Regions from separate parts of the Mus musculus genome. Here region 2 is linked to region 1. The links are chromatin contacts, called in public promoter capture Hi-C maps. All regions are on one chromosome and are shown on one strand. Each heading gives the region's core, a stretch centred on a gene start, on an enhancer-like site or on the middle of the called end of the contact. The rest is flanking DNA. Distances are from core to core; before and after follow the strand shown. Region 1 holds the start of C4bp (complement component 4 binding protein). Region 2 overlaps Mapkapk2 (MAP kinase-activated protein kinase 2).

Region 1 (3,205 bases), core at 284-2,783:
AAGAAGAATCAACCCTTTAAATCAGGGTTGATCAGGACAAAAAAAATGACACGGATTAAACTAATGCACAATGTTTTCATAAAATAGAAGGCAAAATAATTTGTTGTGATTTAGATAAGTTAGTCCCCTGGGAGAGAGAACTCTGCGCTTACCGTAGTAGAAAGCAGGAAAAGGACTTGAAGATACTGATAAACGATATTTGGAAGAGTGAACTGAGGGCGGTATTTCCTCCAAATCAGCTTCCGGGACTTCATAGGATCGCTTTTACATGGACTCTTATCACATTAAATCAGTCTCTTACCTTTGTGACGTGGCTGTGCTTTCTTTACCTCTAATATCCTCCTCATTTTCCTCTCAGTAATTTCTGCTTATCAGTGAAGGTGCACCCCAAATCTTATAACTTGGTCAAACTTCACGGAGGAGCTCAATTTGTGAGGCCATTAGTGTTTATTACAGAGCATAAATTATGATGTCAAAAAAATTTTTTTTCCCTATGTTGATCCAACCCAAGGATTTTGGACATATCAGACAAGTGCTCTACCACCCAACAGCATTTCCAGCCTTTGGTTTCTGAGATAGGATCTTACTATGTAGCCCAGGTTAATCTTGAAATCATAATCCTCCTGCCTCAGCCTCCCAAGTGCTACAGTTACAAGATTATACACTACATCTGGTAAGAACTAATTTTTACTACTTAGAGTTACAATTATTTATTTATATGAGGGGCATTTGGGGCATGGCATGCTTGTGGTAGTCAGAGGACAACATATACGAATTGGTTCAATCTGGGGATAAAACTCAGGTCTTTAGGCTTCATGACATGCACATTTACCCACAGAGCCATCTCACTGGTCCAGAAGTGCTTTCCAAGAGCAATCCTTGGGGCACACAAATCTTTAAACTTATTATTAACAGACTAAGGGTCCATTTCAGGACTTGACTTTATCTGTATATTTATGTGATCGCAAACACATAAATTAGCCTCTTCATTACATTTTTCTGAATATTGACGAGTGTCAGACTGACTTCTGGAGATCCTTTGGTGCCTGGTAGTGGTAGTTGCTAATATCTGTGGAGCTCTGAGTATGTTCCAGTCAGGTCAGCACACAGCAGGAACTCAATAAACAACACACATACTGTGTCTATTGTAGCTCCTGGTGATGCCTGGAGACCAGTGAAGAGTAAGATCCTCAGATCCAACGTCCCTGAGTGGGTCTGCAGTCCTGGGAAGAGAATCATTTTAGTCAGAGTGGGTCTGAACTCCAACTCAAGGTTCCTAGGCTGGTTGGATTTTGTGATGCATAACTCTTATGATTATGAAAAGACAGAAAATTCTGGCATCAAATTCCAAGTCCCCTTCTAACTTAGGGGAAATGGTTGGCAGAGAAGAAAATAAATAATTCCAACACATGATGAAGAATGAGGGCTGGGAGAGAAGGAGATTAAATAAACACTGCTGCTCTAGTCTGTTAATCATTCACCGGGACAGAGGAGACTGTCTCCCTGTCCGTCATACTCAACTGCTTAACCAGAAACTTGTGTGGGTGGAATGCAAGGATCACTTGCGTGGGTAGACTTCAGAAGCTTTTTTGATGGAGCAAGTACTGGCCAGCTTTAGGATAATATGATCAACTCTCATCTTGGGAGAAACTAGTACAGTAGAGATCCAAGTACCACCACAGAGTCTTTCTCTGCTATTGCAGGTCAGTGGGCTACTGAGCACTTGGGTGGGGCATTGTGGGTAAAGCTGGTCATCAGGTTCTTTAGTGTGTGCTCCTCTGTGTTCTATTTATTATTTTTGAGATTACAATTTAATTACATTTTCCCATTCCTTTTCCTCTCTCCAAATCTTCCCATACAGCCCTTCTTGTTCTCTTTCAAATATAGTCTCCTTTTTTAAATTAATTGTTATCACATGCATCTATTCCTAAATACAACCTGTTCAGTCCATATAATGTTACTTTTATGTATGTTTTCAGGGCTGATAATTTGGCGCTAGGAAACCAATTGCTGTGGATCTTCCATGGGAAATACCACAGCTCTTACTACCAGCTTTCCTCAGTTGCCTATAGTTCTTTGTGTAGAATCAAAGCCTCGTGGGATTCCACTGTCTAGTTTTGTATGTTCATCAGTGTTCTTGTTTGGGTCATGTTTGGGAGGTCATGTTGGTGAGACTTTTCTGATACAGTTTCTGATGTTGCTAGGTGACACAATTTCACAGTAAATTCCTTGGACCCTTGGATCCTACAATCGTTCTGCCACCTCCTCTGTAGTTTCTTCTCAGGTGCAGGAGTGTTTCTTAGATGTAGACATCAGAACTGGGACCCATAACTCTGCATTTTGATTGGTTGTAGTTTTCTGCGGTGGCCTCTGTTACAAAGAGAAGTTGGGGTTTTTCTGTTGTTGTTTTTTGTTTTGTGTGTGTGTGTTTTCTGATGAGGGGTTCAAGACTATGTGAGTATGACGATAAATATTTATAGAATGTTGTTAGAGATTATGCTGGCTTAGTAAATTAGTAGTTGTAGATTCTCTAATAACTGGAACTTCACTAGCATTGAGTAGTTAGTTAGCTAGGTTTATAGCAACAGACATGGTTGAATGGGCCTTAAATACAATTAGAGAGTTTCTGGTTACTTTCAAACAATATGTCCCACTATTACACCCTTAGGGTTACTGTATCATGTTGGTCATTGATGCATTCATGGGCATCAGAGCTGGGTAGGACTATTGGTTGCCTTTCCCCTTTTTTTGGAAGCTTGCACAATGTCTTCTAGTAACATTTAAGTCCCCAGAGAGGGGACATTCAGATCAGTTCCATTTCAGGGATCTCTTGACCTTGTTTCTGAAGTGTATGGTGTCTTCAGCAATAGAGACTTACCTTTCACTGTTAGGGCATAACAAAGGGCAATAGCAAGAGGCTGTATGTCTTGGGAGTCTCTTGGACAGCCCAAGATAAAAACTCAAAAAAGGGATTCTTATGTCTGGTATTGAGGGTTTTGTTAGTTAGTCTTTGGGTCCTGGAGTGTTGTGTCCGGCCAGCAGATCACAGACCTGGGTTCTAGTCTGGAAAGGCATTTTGGAAACCTGGAAGAGAAGAAGGGCTGGGCTGCGCTGAGATAAGGAAGGAACCAAGACAAGCTTTCTGTTCAAGGTTCAATTTTAATGTCAGCAAACATGCTTTATAAAGAAAAGGGGAAGCCCATCC
Region 2 (3,088 bases), core at 577-3,076, 410 kb before region 1:
AGTTTTGTGGACTGTTTCTCTTGTGTTGTGGTCCTCAGATCTGCCACAGCGTGGTTTTCCTCTTCTGAGCAGGAGCACAGTTTTCCCTGTGTGACCTAGAGCTGAGCTGCGGCACCCTGGGTGTGGTGTGTGTGTGTGTGTGTGTGTGTGTGTGTGTGTGTGCAGTGCAGACCGTGGGTGGCGCTGTGCCGTGCCAGATGAGTTACTGTCCATCACAGTGCTGCCCATCCGACTGACTGATGTTGCTGTTAAGATACTCAGCGTGATATCACATTGAATCCTCGAACAGGAGCTGCACACATTCTGTTTGCTCTTGTCTCATTTAATCCCTGCTTCTAGCTGATGAAAAAGCTACTACTAAAATTAGCTTTATTGGGACCCTGGTTTAAATCAGCCTTTCTTAGCTGTGGTATTATTGACTAGATGCATTGTTGTGATAGGAGCCAGGGAGAGTGGGGGTAGGGTAGAAGTTGATGTTGTCCTGGGATTTGTAGGAATGAGCAACGTTATGGCTTTCACTGCTTAGATGCAGTTGCCATGTGCTCCCCAAAGCAGTGATAATGAACACTTATGCCAGATAACTGCCAAGTGTGCCTTGGGGCAAGCATCAGTATAGTTTGGTGGTACCACACTCACTAAAGATGGAACTATACAGAGAAGACTAGCATGGCCCCTACACAGGACATGCACATCCATGAAGCAATCCATCCATCACTTTCCAGAGGACGGGTCCCTGCTAGGTTTGTGGGGCAACATTTATTTCCCTTGGAGTCTTTTGTTCCTGCTGATCAGGAAGTAGAATGAAGTGGTCTTGATGGGGGGAGGGTCAGCCTAGTTTGAAAACAGGTCCAAGCTGTTGCTTTTCCTAAAGCTAATCACTATGGATCTCTAGTGTGCATACTTCCAAGTTATGTGTTTTGTGTGGTCTTCATTTTCTAACGTTCATGAGTTTCACCTACTACAGATGAAATGACCAGTTCTCGGCAGCGTGGCTCAGCTTTCGGCTGCCGTGGTGGATTAGCATTGAGTGATTGTGTGGAGGACAAACTTCTCTGTGAGCTCTTGAGTGTGCAGGTCACCGTGCACATGGTAATATTGTGGGCAGTGACCAATCTTTTTACAGTCAGTTGGTTATTGGTCAGCAGGCCATCTGGGAAAGTTTGTGCTTCTGTTTCTTCCTTGTCTCTAACGAGAAACTCATGGCATATTTTGATACATATTTGATACACATTTAGATACTATCACTGTCTGCATTAAGTGGCTGAGGGTAGTGTAGATTGAGAAAATGAAGTCATTGGTTAAGGCCAGGCAAGGTTGAAGTTGGTATTTGAATGAACTTTAGAACTATGCCTTTAGTCACAATTCTTTACACCCTTTGTTTTTCTTAGAAGTAGCTTAATAACAAAAACCAACAAGTATGTTTACTGCAGGAGGCACAGATCTAAGCCCAGTTTTATTAACCCCTCCCTGAGGAAGATACATTATTGTCCTATTCTGTGTGGAAGGGGACTGGAGGCCTGACGATAGGAACCTCCTTGGGGCCACTGCCCAGATGGTGGCAGACCGGCTGGGTCCACCCCAGGCAGGCAGACAGAGCCTTTGCTCCCTGGTATCTGGAGCCACTCCTGTGACAAGGTTCCTTCCTCCTCTGCTGTTGTAGTGACTCCAGAAATACTAACAGGTCTTGGAGGCGATTTTTGCCTCATGTTTTCTCCTACTGTGTCTTAAAGCAAAAGCAGTAACAAAAAACCCTGTTGCCCAGGCCACGCCTGATTGTTTCTGTCTGCTCTTTCCACACTGCAGATTTCATAAGCTTGTTGTCGGTGATGTCGTTAGTCAGCTCAGTGGTAAAATATTAGACAAAGCCAAGGATGGCATTCCTTGTTTTTGTCATGGGGTGGACTCTCTGAGTTAGTCAGCAAGCAGATTTTTATGGACTTCCTCTCAAGTGCCGTGTATTGGGGACTTACAACTTGGAACCAAAGAATGGACAAGACATTGCCTTGGTCTGTAGTGGGAGAAGACACCTATTGTGAGTAACACCAGTGTTTTTAGCTTTTGCTTTGGTATGACCAAACACCTTAGCAAAAGCCATCCGAGGAAGGGTTTATACTGGCTCAAGGTTCAGAGAGTCCAGTCCATAGTCAACATGGCCCCATGTGCTTGGAGGAACGTAGTAAAAGAGAGCTGTTTATGGGAAATAACAAGATGGGGAGCTGGTGACAGAATCCATTCAAGGACTTACCTTTAGTGACCTGCCTTCTCTAGTCAGGTTTCAACCTCTTAAAGTGTCCAGAACCTCCCAAAATAGCACCACCATGGGGGCCTAAGCATAATTTAGTAACTCTTTGAGACAAGAAATGCGAGTCACTGGCCGTGATTTCTCAGGGAGCCCAGGCTGGACAGTGAAGGCCTAGCTGATGATCTGCCCCAGAGCTTTACCAGAGATGGTGCATGTAAACCAGTCCGTGTGTTTGGTCTTCCCTTTAAACAAGCAGTAACTCTGTACCTCTCAGTGGGTAGAGTGTTAGCACTCTGGATTGCGGATTGCTTCCTTGCCCATGTTTAGCATTTCTAGTCTGACAGACATCGAGCCTTCGTGCTAGAACAGATGGGCAGGGTAGCCATGGACATTCCCCCAGTTTCTGTTCCCAACAGGGGGCCCCTTCCTCCCTGATCAGTTTTGACTTGGCTGCAGCATCTAGTTCACGCGCTGAGGCACTCTGCTCTCTTTTCCTGAGCTGACACCCACTCTGCCCTGCCTGGCTTGCTAGCAGGTTTTAGGTCTTGGGATCCATCTTTCAGTGCCTCACTTTCCTTGTGATTAGGTGATACTAGAGCTCACAGTTATGATGCTACTCTGATAGGGGAAGTAATTCCTAAAAGTTTAAAGGGGCTGGGCAGTAGTGGCACACGCCTTTAATCCCAGCACTTGGGAGGCAGAGGCAGGCGGATTTCTGAGTTCGAGGCCAGCTGGTCTACAGAGTGAGTTCCAGGGCGGCCAGGACTACACAGAGAAACCCTGTCTCGAAAAAAAGAAAAAAAAAAGTTTAAAGGGAAATCAAAATGGCAGATGTTTTAGTTGTGG

What was found. Promoter capture Hi-C pulls out the DNA fragments that hold promoters and counts their contacts.
Region 2: a promoter capture Hi-C map of liver shows a contact between it and region 1, with 2.6 times the contacts expected there. The contact joins the enhancer-like site here to the promoter of C4bp in region 1. A contact is called at or near these places in 5 of 39 promoter capture datasets (cranial neural crest, embryonic stem cells, liver and 1 more) and 1 of 9 other capture datasets (embryonic stem cells).

Annotation. Positions count from the first base shown.
Region 1 is chr1:130,659,946-130,663,150 of GRCm38.p6, reverse strand. C4bp (complement component 4 binding protein) reads left to right here and starts at 1,533. Exons shown (of 10, transcript NM_007576.3): 1 at 1,533-1,703.
Region 2 is chr1:131,071,284-131,074,371 of GRCm38.p6, reverse strand. All of the region lies in intron 1 of Mapkapk2 (MAP kinase-activated protein kinase 2), which reads left to right. It also overlaps the pseudogene Gm25549. Among named protein-coding and RNA genes, the nearest start is that of Mapkapk2, 25 kb to the left of the region's middle. Within about 2 kb of position 1,826, at least 49 of the 459 cell types and tissues checked have an H3K27ac peak or open chromatin away from gene starts, as enhancers often do. A contact at or near this core is called in liver, where this site is marked.